Linked DNA regions of Gasterosteus aculeatus: region 2 is linked to region 1. A link is a contact called in public Hi-C data. All regions are on one chromosome and are shown on one strand. Each heading gives the region's core, a stretch centred on a gene start, on an enhancer-like site or on the middle of the called end of the contact. The rest is flanking DNA. Distances are from core to core; before and after follow the strand shown.

Region 1 (7,954 bases), core at 3,843-6,342:
AAAACAATCATCTTATAACTCGTGTTTTTATTCTAATATCCTATGATTAAATAGCTTTCATATTACAATAAACAATGGATATGAATTTTCTCCTTTAATGCAGAGTAAAATATTTTGCTGTTATTAAAAGTAACACCAATATGGACAGTAAAGATACAGGTTACATTGCAGCAATTGCATGTGTGTTTTTTCAGGCATCATATCGCAACACACTGTTAAGCTGTCTGGGCATTTTGCATGGAGGAATTATCCCTTATAGTTTAACGAGTTTTGAGTTTGTATGAGTTTCTGCTAAGCAAACAAAATGAAAACGTAGTGACGTATGTTTATGAACTGAAGCCACTAATGACAAACGTCATACCAGGCTCTCTTAAACTAAGCTGTAGAGTATTAGGGAAACAAAATAACCATTTTAAACACACTCAATTTTCATCAGTATTTAATTCAGCCTCTTAATTCTGCAAAAAACAATCTTATGACCACTGCTAGTGGTCAAGCTATCGGGCTTTGGGAACGGTGCTTTGTTCAGTGAAATAATTGTGTACAGTCATAGTCCCCAGAGGATGAATACGAATGATTGGCTATTCCTCTAGCGCCACACTGAGGTTGACATTTTAGGTTTTAATTTGAATGTCTAGACAACTATTGAATGGATTACAAGGTTGTTTTCTTTGTGCAAACATTGGTGATGCTGAGAAGATGAATCTTCATCACATTTTATGATTTTCAAGGTCCAATGAAACCGATTGTTTGGTACACCGTTTTAAACAGGCATTCATGGTCCCCAGAGGCTCCTGCAGACTTTGTTAGTCCTCTGACCTTTCCTCTAGTCCAATCATCATGTGGAAATTGGGAAATTGGGACTTTGAGTCGACTGCCTTAGCCTTATTCTTACTAACCCATTGCATTAGCATTTCATTCCACTTTATTTTATTACCTGTGCACTGTTGTCTTGTCTGTCTACTGTCGCGCACTAACCGCCAAGACAAATTCCTTGTATGTTTGACATATTTTGGCTAATAAATGTTTCCTGATTCCTGATTCCTGATTCCTCAACACTTTTTTTGTGCACATTATTTGTGGGACCCGGACAATGTTAGAACAATTTTGGCAAACCCGTGTGGGGGTTTCATTGAGGTTGGAGTTTGAGTCTGCCTGCAGACACAAACGGATGTTCTCTAGTGTTTTGCAGCACATCTAGCCGACACAGCGCGACTGAAGCACACAGTCTGGCTGTGAACTCGCTCACAGATTTATGAGGGGGAAGTCCTCTGTTCAGACACAACTTTGCACTGATGAGAGAGAGCGCAGACACTGCAACATGCTGACGCAGTGCTTGTGCTCTCTCCCTCATTAGGGGATAGCTGTGTAAAGCTTTTACACAGATTTTCTCCATTCACCTTCCCTAATTATGAAACCTGATTAAATTGAATGTGAGATCATGGCAGTTATACTGAGCCAATAAACACGAGGCCGAAGTGCTTTGTGGGAATATCGTAGGACATTACACCGATGATAGATGAATTCATGGGGGATAAAAAAAGAAAACTTATTTTACTCCGTGATAGGAAAACTACAATCCTCCCACACACACTTTCAGTATTATAAGCGTAAAGGAACAATACACGAGAATTACTTGAGAGTCCACCCACTCAGTGTGTTTACGGTCATTAGCGAAGGACCTCAATCTGACACGCAAACCAGTGGCGTAAAACATTTGCAGTGGTTGTTAATCACACAGCAGACGAGTCCATACTCTGCTTACGTCCTGCTGCTGCTGTGATTGTCTTTTCTTTTCTCCCTTCCAGAAAAAAACCCACCCGAGCTACGCCAAAATTGGATTTTTTGCCAGGGGAAAAATCTGCCTCTTATTAACCGGGTCCTCCATCATGAATCAAAAAAGCACGCCACAACGTAGTCAAAGCGCAGCTGTAAAACAGCCTTGATAAAAATGACCGACAGGCATTACGTCTGTTCTTTTTTCATGTTCACTGATCCATATTCAAACATCATTACCAAGCTAATGCCAACAAACAAGAAAAAAGGATTCCAGGTTTTATCCAATGCAAGTTCCCTAAAGACAGAGACTCAGTTACAACTTAATATTCATATGCTTCTTATACATATATAACTAATGATCTGTTAAGGGTTTGAGATTAGTGGTTCTCAATGAGATTTTCTGAAATCATTGATTGCTATAAAACACCAAGTCAAGAAAAATACAGAATGAAAATATTCACAACAATGCAATTAATTAGCAATTCAATCCCAATTTGATAGAGTGCAACTAACAAAAGAAACATGCGTGACAGTAAAACAGACATACGTGCATTTTAAGTTGCAGAGCATCAACAGAAACAGTGCATAGACTGTTTCCGGGCTGAGAAAGCATGTTTCACATTTAAACTCATACAGATGACTTTTAGTCTATTGATTTGTGTCGTATTTTCTGTGCCTGCAGTAGGAAACCCTCTCTCTCATTTCTTGGTTCATTCTTGCTCAAGGACATTAGTAAAAGTCTGCCAGGGGCAAGAAAAGAGGAGCTGGATGTGTGCCACAGCGCTGGGGTGCAGGACCACAGCAGTGTGTCTTTCAGGGAAAATTACAGATAAACACTCACCGCTGAGAAAGAACCTAAGAACCTCTGCTGGGTTGGTCAAATGTTTTTGTTCCAAAAAATATAAATAACACTACAGGACAAGCCCAATCCTTTGTCGAGGATGTGGACGCGTGAGGACAGACACAGTGGGGACAAGAGGAGTCACGGTGCTGAGAACTTAAAGTTGTAGACTGAAGCCTATCCTTGCTTTATCCCCTTTTGGATCACGTTAAGCTCAAGGATAAGACGAAGAGAGGGAAGATTGGATATTCCACTCAGGAACCCCAGCGAGGTGTCTCCCTGGAACACACCTATAGCAGGTCTAATGAATAGAGAGGACTTTTTTTTTTCTAAATGAATAAAGTAAGGCCTGTTGTCTGATTTTTGGGGGTTTACATCTTCACTTTATTTCGGTGACATTTTACTCAAGAGATTTCTAGGCATTATGTCCTCTCTCTGGGCTGACAAAATGTGTGCTTTTCCAAACAACGGTCACAATCACAACAGAATACCAGACGGTTTCACTCCCTAATTATGGCTTCATTATGCTGTGTAGAGATTTTTCTTCCATGGATTTGATCCTCTCATTTCCTCTCATTGAGTGTGTTATCAATTACCATCACTATTCACAGTGAGACTATGTGCAGCTTTATGACACACCATTTTCAATTAGGAGGATCCTGTGTATGGTCACTGAGATGGCCTTTTGCACATTGCCAACATCATTACCGTGCACCGTCCAGCGGTGAGTCAGCACACATAATAGATGCACTGTCAAATAAGAGTCGTTCTCTGAGCGGTGAGAAAGAAGCATAAACAAGGTGTACGTGCACAACAGCGTGTGAAATGCAGTTTCACATGCAGAGACGGCTCGTTTTTCTAATTGTATATTGAAATCATGTCTAGGTGTTTCTATTATTTGGACTTTTGATTAGCTCTGGGCTGTTATATGAATTTAAGCAGGTGATTATTCTTGGCCTGCAGGCTTAACAGAAAGGCAGACATCTTGTGTTCGGAATAAGAAATATGTTCATTCATTGCAGTTTATCTTAAGTTGAATATTTTTACACCTGCCAAACTGAAAATATCTGAACATAAAGACACAGTGCTGACAAGTGAATTTTTTGGTTTAAACATTTTCCCACAAGACAGAGAAGGGAATCATTTGCTGGACCACCAATGGCCCCCAGATACATTCTGGCTGTTGAACCGAACCAGGTAGAAGCCGCTTTCCTGGACACATTTAAATGATCAGCGTTTTGGCAAGAAGCCGAAAGAAGTATTCCAAAATATATGTCCACAATACATGGTGATTATCACCGCTTATGTCATGTTGTGATTTGATGTCTCACCATTACAGTGCTCTGATTATTGGCGTTGATGTTATAATAAGCTTCAGTTATACTATTCATGAGATAAATGTTATTTAAGGCCAGAGCTGCTCTGCATATGTTGTGCAGGTGCAGTGGGTTCTCCAAAACACACGTCTGAACCAATATTCTAATTCTTGTCACACAGTATAACTTCACCACGCAAAATAGCACCACGTGGCTGATATATTCAGATATGAATTAGAGCAGATTAACTCACTCAGCTGTGGATCAGGAAGCATTTGTCCCAAATTGCTTGAACTATGTGTTGGCGACAGTTCAACTGAACTTATTCATACACACATACCCTCAGTTGTATCAATGGAACAAAAGGTTAATGTAATGATATTGTGCTTACCTGCAAAAAGTAACACCGCCGACTGGAGTGCAAGGATATGCAACATGTTTCTTTGAGTCTGTAGGCAAATATGAATTCCCCCCAAAAATAGATGGAAGTCGAAATGTCTTAATTAAAGTCCGTCTTGCAGTAGGAATTGAAAAATCCTTTTTTCAGGTAAAAATATCTTATGCCTCATCTGGTCATTTTCAAATGAAAGAAAAGCATAGTGCATGTGACCAATTGAAGCGAAAGCCTCTTCACCTGCGTCTTATCTAGTTGTTTCTTTCCGGAAAAAGAGAAGAAACTTGCGCGCCGCTTTGCATCACTCTTTGAAGCATTTCCAGAAGAGACACTCAGGCGCCCGATGGAATGAACCAGTGTTGCTTTACATCTTCACAACGGTTCTCCGAAAACAGTTTTCTCCCCAAACAGACGAATGGAAAACATCTCACTCCCTTGTCCTCACTTCGTCACTTTGTCTCCGCTTCACCAGCCACTTGGCTGCTCTGCAGTGCGTAAAGCGCGACACTTGGGCATGAACCGAAGCGGTCCCCCACCCCCACCCCCCGTTTCCCTCCGCCGCCCCCCGACACTACGTACGGTATAGTATATAAAAGTAAAGACGTTTAAATTCCCACACAGGTCAGCGTATCCACACCCGGGCCACTCCGGAGCGAAACTCCAGCGGCGCGCAGCAGAGCGCGCGGAGCTCTGGTTCCGGAGCCAAACGTGCCGGCGTCCACTTCTAATTCCACTTTGGCACCCGGTGCTTCAAAATGATGTGCGAAAGTCCGCTTTCAAGCTTTCGATGTTTAAATAGACAGGAAATAGGCGACAGTTTCACTGGAGCTTACGCACCGCAGCCGTCCAATGCGCGTCGAGAGAGAGAGAGAGAAAGACAGAGACAGAGAGAGAGCGAGAGAGAGAGAGAGAGAGCAGAAGGACGCCGAGAGCTGTGACAATAAGTGGCACCGACACACATGGAGAGGCTCGGGGCGCCTCAGCAACGCGCCGTTGTCCGAGGAAGGGGCGGGAATACTCATGCGTATGCGCGCCGTTGACCAATTTAATTCACCGTCAACCCAAAAGGCGTCTCAAGGACAGTTCTACCTCAGATAAGACGTGTTTTAACTCTCTTTTCATAGATATTCTTTCCTGGAGAAATGCCTTTCCCTTCCCCACCTTTACCGCTGCCCTCTGTGCACGAAAAAAAAACAACCCAGAATGACTTCAGAAGTTGTTGTTCGAACATGTCCAGTTGATTGCGTGATTACACCACCCGACATGCACCAGTGACCCCGTGTGGCCTGAACTGAACACTGATACCTGTGAAGCAGGAGGACAGAAAGCAAAGGACCCTGTCGGGCGCTGCAACGATCCAATAAGAAACCACGTGACGCATGCAAATCCCCAGTTTGTCGAGCTGTGGTGTCTTTTCTGTAATTGAGCTCCTCATTGTTCATTTATTTTAACACACATAGTCCTACGAGAGGCCATGAATGACATATTCTCAATCACAGCATGCGTCTCCAATGTCACCACCTGCACTTTAGATGCTCTTTTCATAAGGTAACATCGTGCCCTGAACATGAAATATGGAGCGGTACTGCCGCTGGCAGATGTGTCTCTACGGCCGTATCATCTCTGATGCAGCTTCATACGTTACTTTAAACAGCGATGTGGTCGTTTTTGAACAACTCCAAAACGCGACTGTTGCTTCAGAAGGACAAATGAAATGCAATATGGTTTAGTACTGTCATCTGGTAATTGATTACACCGGGAGCCAGGATTTTAGTTTTCTTGTGGGTAGTCCAGGTGGTCAGAGGGAAAAAACAAATAAAAATCCACGAATGCTAAATACAGAAACATTAGATGAGTCACCCACCAGTCTAATCATTATTTTCATGAGAGTTTGTTGCATAGCTTTGCCTGCCTGCCATGCTGTGATCACTGCAAGCGAGGATCTAACATTCTGTTGCTTTCTACTTTAATAGTGAGAAAGCGGCTCATGCTGTCCTGAGATGTAATTAATGTAAAGTATGATTCCACAATGGAAGATCATGTTTATCAATCCCACACTAAAGGCGACAAATACTAACCTCACCATTTTATTACAAAAATGATGTGTACAATAATACTTAATAAAGAGATATAATACATGTTCTGATTACAGCACAAACACAAATTGTACATACTTTAGTTACATGCAAATAGCTTGCAGCTCCTACTTTAAACTAATCTCACATGTCAGTCCACTTTCTCACAAGCCAAGCTTCAGTACATCGGCAAAAGGCCGGTGAAACAGGAATTAAATCACCCAGATCACTACTTACATTCACAGAAACAGTGTGAATACTACTCCCTTAAGCTCCGGTGAAGATGTTTTTGGAGGTAAGAGCAGGTTTCAAACCCTCTCAAACACTAAATCATAGTTACAGCCCAAGCATCTGTCCTTACTTAAGGCATCCTTTCTAGTTCACTTCGAATTCCATTTGCTCCTGAAGGAGCCGAGCTTTTGCTCCCCCCTAAATCTGTGCAATTTGATCGTGGAAACTATTCCACTCTTGTACAGCTGGAAGAAGCATTAGGAGTGTTGATGTAGAGCAGTCACTTCCCTAGCTGTAATGGTTGAGCTGGCACATCACTCACACAACGGCCGGTCGCTGTCCAAAAGCAGCCCGTCTGTAGTCTGACTCTCCAAGCAATCCCCCTAAAGCCCTCACCACACTGCAGGCCGTTCCACAGATGGAAATCAGAGCGAGCGCCAGGATGGCTCGGGTTACATCGCCTGTGTGGCGTCCAGTCATTAAAAAGAAGTAGCTGAAACCCTGTCAGTCCTGCACATGGTAAGTTCATTTCCTCGGCCTTGCTGTAAAAACTCACCATCCCTTTCCGTCCTGAATATGATGAGTCACATTGTATTAGGAACTCTTTGTCTTTGAAATAGGTAGAGCAGTTCTAAAAGAACTGTAGGTGTCTTGACTTGCGCAACGTTTAGATGCGCCGACCTTTTCTGCAGGCAGGTCGCGCGACTTTGATGTCTGAAGAAAGCGATCAGGTCTTTGATGTCTGAAAAAAGATCTGGAAGCTTACACACCTTGAAACCGGGCCGAAGACGTAAATGTCAGATGCACGCACATGCAACACATTGCATTTCCCCTGTCGGACATCGGGCTTCAGATTTTACCTCGGAATGTTTGCAAGTTTAGTTTCCTGCAAGAGAAACTTCCTGGTAGTCTGGGCTACATCTACATTGTGGTGTGTTCCTATATTAAGAGTAGCATACGGGTAGATAGATACACACTTAAAGGGGGTATTTTTGAACCACCCCACTGCCCCCCCACGACCTTCCGTCCTGTAAGCCCCTGTGGTACATACCATGCTCCCCTCTATGATGAATTGTCCCCTGTGTCTCCTTTTTGGGGTGGTATCCTTCATCTATGACCTTAACCGGCCTCGCTATGTTGTCCTGCAGTCGGATGGTAGACAGCAGACCTTAAATTCATCACCACCTTTCATTGTCCTCTCCCGGCCTATCTGATGTATGGCAGCATTAATAATAACCGCTGCCGAATGCCCGGTCGCCCTCTGTGCCGTTGCCCACTCGCCCGCCCGCGCAGATTACCACTAGCCATTCACAGCCCA
Region 2 (7,954 bases), core at 2,666-5,165, 58 kb before region 1:
TCAAAAAAGGTTATTTGGAAACTTCTGTCAGAACTGACAACAAACCAGGTAAAGGCAGTAAAATCCACATTTTTGTTCTACCATTGTACCAGTTTCAGAAAATGGAATCTCCGTTTAGTCTTGGGGCACATTGACCATAATGTTCTTGGTCCGTATCTAGTCGAGGAACAATCATGCATTTTGTGAACCTCTATCCCCTGCACCTTATCAAATCAAGACGGTACGTTCTATAGACGTAATAAAAGCAATGCCTTAATACAGTAAGCTTATAATATAAAAACGTTTTCTACATCACTGCTTTGTTCTTCCCAATAGAGAAGATTTACATTCTGGGAAGTTTAATTCTATTTATCTTATTCTGCAGGAGCTCATAAAAAAGATTCCACTGTTACATTTCAAATAACCTACAGTGCTTGAATTAAAACCCACTTTTAATAGGCGTCAGATTCCCTTTAATTTAATCATTTATTCGTTTCCCCTTTTCTAACGAGCACACAGAGAAAAGGGATGAGTACTATTAATTATACGATGATAATGAACCATGGGCGCAAAGCAAATGCTTCTGGCTTGCGTGTATCAAAGCCGGTTAGTGGATCGTATTTCCGATTAGCTTAACAGCGTTCTGCAGCCTCCATGAGATGAAATATTCAACTCCCACCGTACTCGCTGCTCAAGCTTTCTCCTCAGCCGGTCTCGCAAACTCAAACTGTCACGCATGTGATTGAACGTACATGACAAAAGGCAAACGCCAAATGTCGCCTTAAAAAAGGACACAGCAGAGCTTCTGTGTTGTTTTGATTTATTTCACTCCGTTCATAAACTGTCACTTCATAACAATGTTTTAGTTTTCAGTTTCTAAAAAGAATATATAAGAACACGTTTTAACAGAGCTGTAATAGGCTGCACCAAGAAAGAAGAGACACTGGATCTCCAGACACTGAGAGTAGTTAAAAGTCTATTTGTATTAAGGGGGATAAACAGGGAAAGACGCTCAAGCAAAAAACGGTAGAAGAGCGTAAAGAGAGTAATATTCCATTTGTTTCTTAACTTGCCTCGAGGGACACAGGGCGCAGTCTATGAGTCCGGCCTCAAACTGTGGCATTTCAGTTCCTAGACAACAAAATCCCATCTTGAAGCTAATGAAAATGCTCCATGCAGACAAGCGTCAAAACAAAAGTAAATGCTTTTCTGCAGCGCAACATCCTCAGAGTCCCATCAGCTGAAGTAGGCTCCAAGGTGTAATGGATCCCTAATGACGGCAAGCTTTCATCACCGGTGACCTCAGACCTTTGTGCATCAGACATCGCTTCCCAGTCAGTTCCACTCTATGGCTGTCTCTGTAGCAAAGCTATTTAAGAAGCAATTTGCGATATAATAAATTGCTACTTGTTCCGACAGTTACACTCAATTTTCCCCACATCAAAGCACTCATCTCAGGGCTGGATAACAGGCATTAACCACAGTGAACGGCCAGCAAAGCTGCTGACAACTCAGTCACACACACACACACACTAGGGGGCAGCAGACACTGAGCCCTGGGGCAGTGATGCAAATCCTGGGTGCAGATAAACTCTCCCTCCGCCATCATCCCCTCCACATGCTCCCCCTTGTTGATCTGTGGGTGACATCATGTGACCGTGTGGGCCTGCCCTCGCACCTGCAGGTGCTGTGAAACGGGTAGCGCCTGTCCTCCACGGAAAAGAATCCCTAAAGACCCACAAAACCTGGGGTCCTTTCAGCTCTGCCACCGTTGGCATGGCAACAGAACCCGGGGAGGACACACGACTCATTGACCAGACCACCAGATCAATGGTACTCTATTGCAACCTATGCTTTAGCCCCCTGCTTGTAGGATGTGTAAAGTTAAGCTCTGACTTTGTGAGATACAAAAGCGGGAGGGGAAGGATCAGCTCAATATTACAGCATGTGTTCTGCAAGCAGGTCGGTGGTAAACAAGGACAGCGTGGCCAGGTGTCAAAATTGCAGCGGCAGAGTGGGATCAGTGCTAGCACCTTCTGAAAACCTCGTGCAAAGACTGAAACATCATCACGTAAGTACCGCAGAGACCTTTTTAGTAAATGTCAGACAATAAATGCTAGTAGGCAAACATAAACGCACATGCATACACACTTAAAAATGCACATGGACACTTTCCCAATCACACGCTCACATGCTCACTTAAATTTACAAGTCACACTCCTGCCGCTTGTGTAAAGGGAGCTGCTTTGTTTGTGATAATTACAGTTGAGGAAGTGATGTGGAGGCTGTGTGGGCATGATTGCCTTGTTCCTTACTCTTAATGCAGTGCCAGGGATCAGAAGGGTAAGAGGCAACCAACTTTCCTACTGAGTCCTTATGAGATACATTTTAATTCAGAGACTCCATAAAAACTAAGTGACACCAAAGCACTAGCTATACTTCAACATTAAAAAGCATCTTCTCTCTAGTGTTCAGTTTTAAAAGCATACCTGAGACTAGCTTCCAAATGTGATGAGTTTCAAATATATTGTCTTTCCAAGAATTCTTTCATTTCCGCAGATTATTTATTGCAGATTATGCAAATTATTATATGTGTTATAGCTCTCAAGCTATAAAAGTGCCACGCATTAGAAGTCTGTTGAAAAGCTTATCGCAGCCAATTTGCATTCACTTTGAACAATGTAATAATCTCGCCACCTCATTACTTTGAAAACACAGTAATATATCAGATTCTTTGACTACCTATTTAACGGATCTCATTTTAAAAACGATACTGCAAAAGTATGGACACAAACCTCAATTAAGAGGGTGAATGACTGTAATACAGTCTGCAGATTGGTCTAAACTACTTTAACCGTGCCAGCTCTAGATTCTGAATGTGATGCCCAATTAATCTGTATCAGAAATTTAGAAGCTTTTCATTTAAAAATAAGAAAAAGAGGATTTCATTGATTTTCGAAACTCAAAGCACTATATAAGCACCTCTTCCCAGTACGTGCTCGACTCCCTTTCAGGAGTGCATTAAGGTGTTTAGGCCCCTCTTAATGAACTTAGCGTAAAATTACTACTAGAGCAAAAACACACAGGCACACACACACACACACACACACACACACACACACTTACTCACACAAATATCAGATGTACATTTCCTGACACACCGCATCCACCCTACACACCCATTCCTTTAATCAAACTGCGTATTTGTTGAAATACGGTACGGTAAATAAGGTACACGTAAGACAAATCCTCCAGATGCACATAGTATACACATATCAGCGGGCTTTCTGCGGCAGATTATTCATTGATCAGCAGTTAGGGAGTGTGATGTGAGTGGCTGTCTTGGCAATATCTTGACATTGATCCATAACTGGAAGCACTCGATCATGAAATCTAAAGACTAATTAAAAGACAGAGAGCTTTAATGGCACCAGTCTACATATCCAGCACAGTCATCGTATGCTGCTGGCCATATTGCAGGCAGTGGGGAGATGGAGGACGCTTCTGGAGATCACACTACGAGAGACTAATGACAAGTGTCTGGAAACGTCGGACTGCATCAGCTCCAGCTGCTAGACGAAGATGCTACAGCGGCTTCGCCGTCATCGACAGGCGCGTCAGCTTTGTAAAGCATGCAGATATGCATCGAGCACTGATGGTTAATCAGGAATATGGTCCTGGCATAAATGACAAGGAAGGCGGTGGAGTCATTGCTCAAGTGGGCAGCCTCTGTGGACGTCCTTCCCGCGTGACCTCCGCAAGCCAAAGACGCCTCCCGGTGCCTCACTATCACCTCAGTTTGAAACTCGAATCCGCCCCGCATGCATCGGTCCGTGCGTGAACATACATGTCTCCATGCTGAGTGTGCCTGTGTGCGCGCGCAGGTTCAAGGTGACATGTACAAAGCGCGGCATCTCATCTGGAGGCGGGAGCATGCCTGCTGGTTCTCCTGTGCGGAGGCGCTGAGGGTGCAGCTTCTGACGTCCCGGTGGCCCACTGAGGTGTACGCACCGCCTGATTATATGTCAGGGCTTGTAAGTCCTGCTAAACAGGGGAGAGGAGGGAGCGCCTCATGGTGACATCCTGGGCTTTCCAGCTGGACGTAGTAGCCCGTTAGGCCGGGGGAGCGATAACGGGGGACAGGAAGAGATTGCTTGTCAATGACGCCCCGCTCAAGTGCTGTAGAGGAGACGGGGATGTGACTTGTGCCTTCCCGGTTTGTCTTCTGGTTGATTGAATCTGCTTCTGACTGAAAGCAGAGCTGCCCATTTGTGTTCCAAGTACAGAGTACCACACCGTCAGTTACCTTTTTTTTCTTCCTTGTTCTAATACTGCCTCTACATCGTTCTCAACAGCCCTGGGCCTGTTTTAATAGGCTTATTTAAATATTTCCCCTGTGCAGGTTGGAGAAATGAGAAAGCTTGGTGCCAGACCGGGCATTTCTTTAAGTGGAATAGGCTCCTGTATGAAAGCCAATCATAGTGGAGGCCTAGCTAAGCTGAGGTTAATTGGAGGCAACTGCAGGCCACGTTTTTTTTCTTCCTTTTTCAGTTAGATGAATCTATGGGGAAGGAGCTTATGGGAGAAATCTGACTGGCAAAATGAAGGACCAGTAGAGCTTATCTCACTTTTCTGTGGTCCCTTATCACGAAGATGCATGAGGGAAACATACGATGCAATCCAAACTGAGTGCTTGTTCAATAGATATAATTAGAAGAAAAACTTTGTGGGCGTCAGAATTCGTAGACAATTGCATGTTTACATCTCGCCCCACTTTGCCTCCCTGGCAGAGTGCTACCTGCAGCGAGCACAACTGTGATCCAACCACAGGTATAAACGGTCTGCCGACTCAAGATACTTCTGCACAGGGTACTTCATACATTTAAGAACGGAAACAACGTATTTGTATCACACTGAACCATCACTAAACAATACCAAAAGCTCTCAAGAATGGATTTAAATACAGAGGAGAAGTCTGTTTGATCCAATTGGGTAATTAGCTATATGCCACTATTTACTAATGCTGCTATTGAGCCGCTACCTCCTTCCTGGATTAGCCTTTTGTTGTGCCCCCCTATAATAACGATACTGATTATCACGTTAACGTTTGACGATGTAATTTCCACAAAGCTATTTTTAAATGGATCATCATTTCAAAATATTTGAAACATAGTTTTAACGATCCTCGTGGAGAAGGAACTTTAGGTGTATTGTTGCGGTGCCTGTGGTAGTACTGGTGGTTCCAAATACCAGTACTGGTATTGTACTGAGTACTGTATATACATGTTCATATACGCGTTTGTATTGTATGCGGTGACTGTTTACCCTGTCATTATGTTACTGATTATCAAAATACCGCCGCCCCCCCCCCCTTGACGTTCAGGTTCCTCTTGTTTTGGTGTCCTCCCACCCCAAAAACATGTAAAACTAGGGGACACATAAACTTTTGACTTCACGATTTTTAAAAAGCAGTTTACTGTAAGTAACCACTCCAACAAAAAAAAGATAAGCTCTGGTAATGCAACACTCCAAACATTGGTGGCCTCCATCTAATCCTCTGGGGGATTAAGCTCTTAAGAGTGCAGGATATTCTCTCCTAAACCTTTATAAATCTGAAACACAGGGACTCTCTGGGACACATGCAAACCTCAATCTGTCTCTCCACTGCGCTTACATTATCTGCTACAGTACATGATGTCTTCCACAAACTAATGGACAGCATCCAGCCTGGCCTCATTTAAGTCAATCTGAGCTACCACATAATCAAACTCATATCACCGAAAATGGTTTGGGTCACCGCGTGAGGCCTTCGACAACTGTAACCATAGCAACTTTACGGTCACTTGGTGTAGATGCAAACAGTGCAGATCAGACCTTCCCCATTCGGTGTTACATTATCACGATCTTTTTGTTGAACCGGGGAACGAGCAAATAGCACTCGGTGATTCCTTCTGGATTAAAAAGTAGCGTTAAAAAAAAAAAAAAACGCAGCGACACGTCTGGGCTTCACACATAAGCATTGGGTGCACGTTATTGCTGTCATCAAGCAATGACCAACGAAAGAGCGCCACTGGGTGTATATTATGGAGATTCGGGGTGATTTATGATCAAAGGTGTTAGCATTAAGACAGTCAAGTTAATAATCCTCTTTGGCCCAAATTGGCCCATATAATTTCAGTCTTGATTCATGCAGTATTAAATCATAAGGCCTGTGGCTCATTATCAGGACTGCTGTAACTTTAAAACGCTGAGTAAACAAGGGTTATTTAGCAATGGATTTAGAATCGGGTTTAAAAAAAAAGGGATGCAGCTGGTGATAATTTCTGTAGATGAGTATTTTATTATTTATTTGATTAATCGAGTTAAACAAAGCCTTTGTACGTCATTTGCACCGAGGAAATCTAGTAATCAAGTAGTTTGTATCACGGTTCAAGGCTGGGTTAGGACTCAAGAGAAGAGACTCACATTGGAGATTAAGTTCAATAAAAATGGTTCTCTATTGGTCACCAAAAGTAACAATATCAACTCAAAGCGGCTCCAACCGGGAGCAAGCAAATATCTACAAACGGCAAAGTCGCAAGTCATTAAAGAAACAAGCGGGATTGGCACAGGAGACGTGATGTGCACAAGAGGAAGCACAATGACAGTCTTGCAACGCGAGCGGGGAACACGAGGGAGGATATATGAGTGGGTTGATGAGGCAATTGGAGGCATCTGGGTGGACGGTGCAGGTGAGAAGGAGGAGGGCAATCAGGGGAAAGATAGGAGGAGAGGAATGAGACTAACGAGACGTTACAATTTGAGTTTAGTCAACAAACAATCCACTTTACCAATTGGGAAAGAAAGGTCTCAACCATGTCATCATCTTACTGTGACTTTTCCATATAAGCACAAATATCAGAGAAAGAATTGTATTGATATAAAAAGTTCTGAGGCCTTCAGGGCTACACAGCTATCATGGGTTTCATTGCAGTATTGCAGTAATTGTCACAAACTATAAATAATTCCATTATTAAAGGTTCGCTAGACATTGAAATTTAGATAAATTCTAAGCCTCCTGCCAACTCTCACCCGCTATTATAGAGCTGTATGATTTCTTACCCTCTGGGATCCTAACCAGTCACACTGATGACATTTACAAGCTTCCTTGAGAAGAAAAGTCACGTATCTTTACATTCAAATTAATGTACGTTGAATTTAATTATATTAATTTGAACTCCATGCAGATTTGCTTTGATGTAAAACAGGCCACAATGAGGCCGTTTGAAAAAGAAAAGATATTTCAAATATATACATGTCCTCTGAGCCAACCCCATCCTCTTTCCTCTTGGACTGCCTCCCTTGTGTAGTGGCTGTGATGAGTGGACTGTCTGCTGTCCCGCTGCTCGTGTGGTTTGGAGGATTAATGAAGTGGTGGCTCTCAAGGGAGATCCATCTGCACCCAGACAGTCTTAATGAACTACAAAGGCCCAGACATGGCACTTTTATCGAGGCCTCTTCTAGTGGCTTAAAACATGCTGGGGAAGCAGGACTGCTTTTGTTTTGAATGGGCTTGCCATTAATGGTGACAAAGTGAACTTTTCAATCTAACAGAGTGCATTTCAGCCAGTGTTATGTGTACAACACAGAGGAAATTTGTCTCTTTCCATAAGGACTCATTTGGATTTCGGCTAAAATGTCCTCTTGTGAAATAAATCTCTCCACGTTTAAATAATGAAAATATGATTCAAGTTTCAAAATAATTTGCATCTCGATGTGACTGTAAAAGCAACCTTTCAAACCCAGACCGTCATCTCTGATCATGCCAGCTCCTGAATTCTTTTTTAAAAGGTAGACCCGCGCTGTCTTTAATTTTTTAACACACAAATTAATTATTTCTAAGATGGCATTAACACAAAAGTAGTAGTAGTAGTAGCAGCGTCGGAAATACACAAGGGAAAAAGGAAAGATTGCCCCTAAGAAATATAATTTCGCA

Evidence for each region. A called contact is a pair of places that touch in the nucleus more often than the background predicts.
Region 2: a contact with region 1 is called in a Hi-C map of skeletal muscle, with 3 times the contacts expected there. The contact joins the enhancer-like site here to the promoter of LOC120830349 in region 1. A contact is called at or near these places in 2 of 6 Hi-C or Micro-C datasets (both in skeletal muscle).

Annotation. Positions count from the first base shown.
Region 1 is chr13:15,721,166-15,729,119 of fGasAcu3.hap1.1, reverse strand. It overlaps LOC120830349 (transmembrane protein 132C), which reads right to left and starts at 5,092. Exons shown (of 9, transcript XM_040194921.2): 1 at 4,328-5,092. The coding sequence starts at 4,373.
Region 2 is chr13:15,778,127-15,786,080 of fGasAcu3.hap1.1, reverse strand. All of the region lies in intron 3 of LOC120830349 (transmembrane protein 132C), which reads right to left. Among protein-coding and RNA genes, the nearest start is that of LOC120830349, 58 kb to the right of the region's middle. Within about 2 kb of position 3,915, at least 1 of the 9 cell types and tissues checked has open chromatin away from gene starts, as enhancers often do.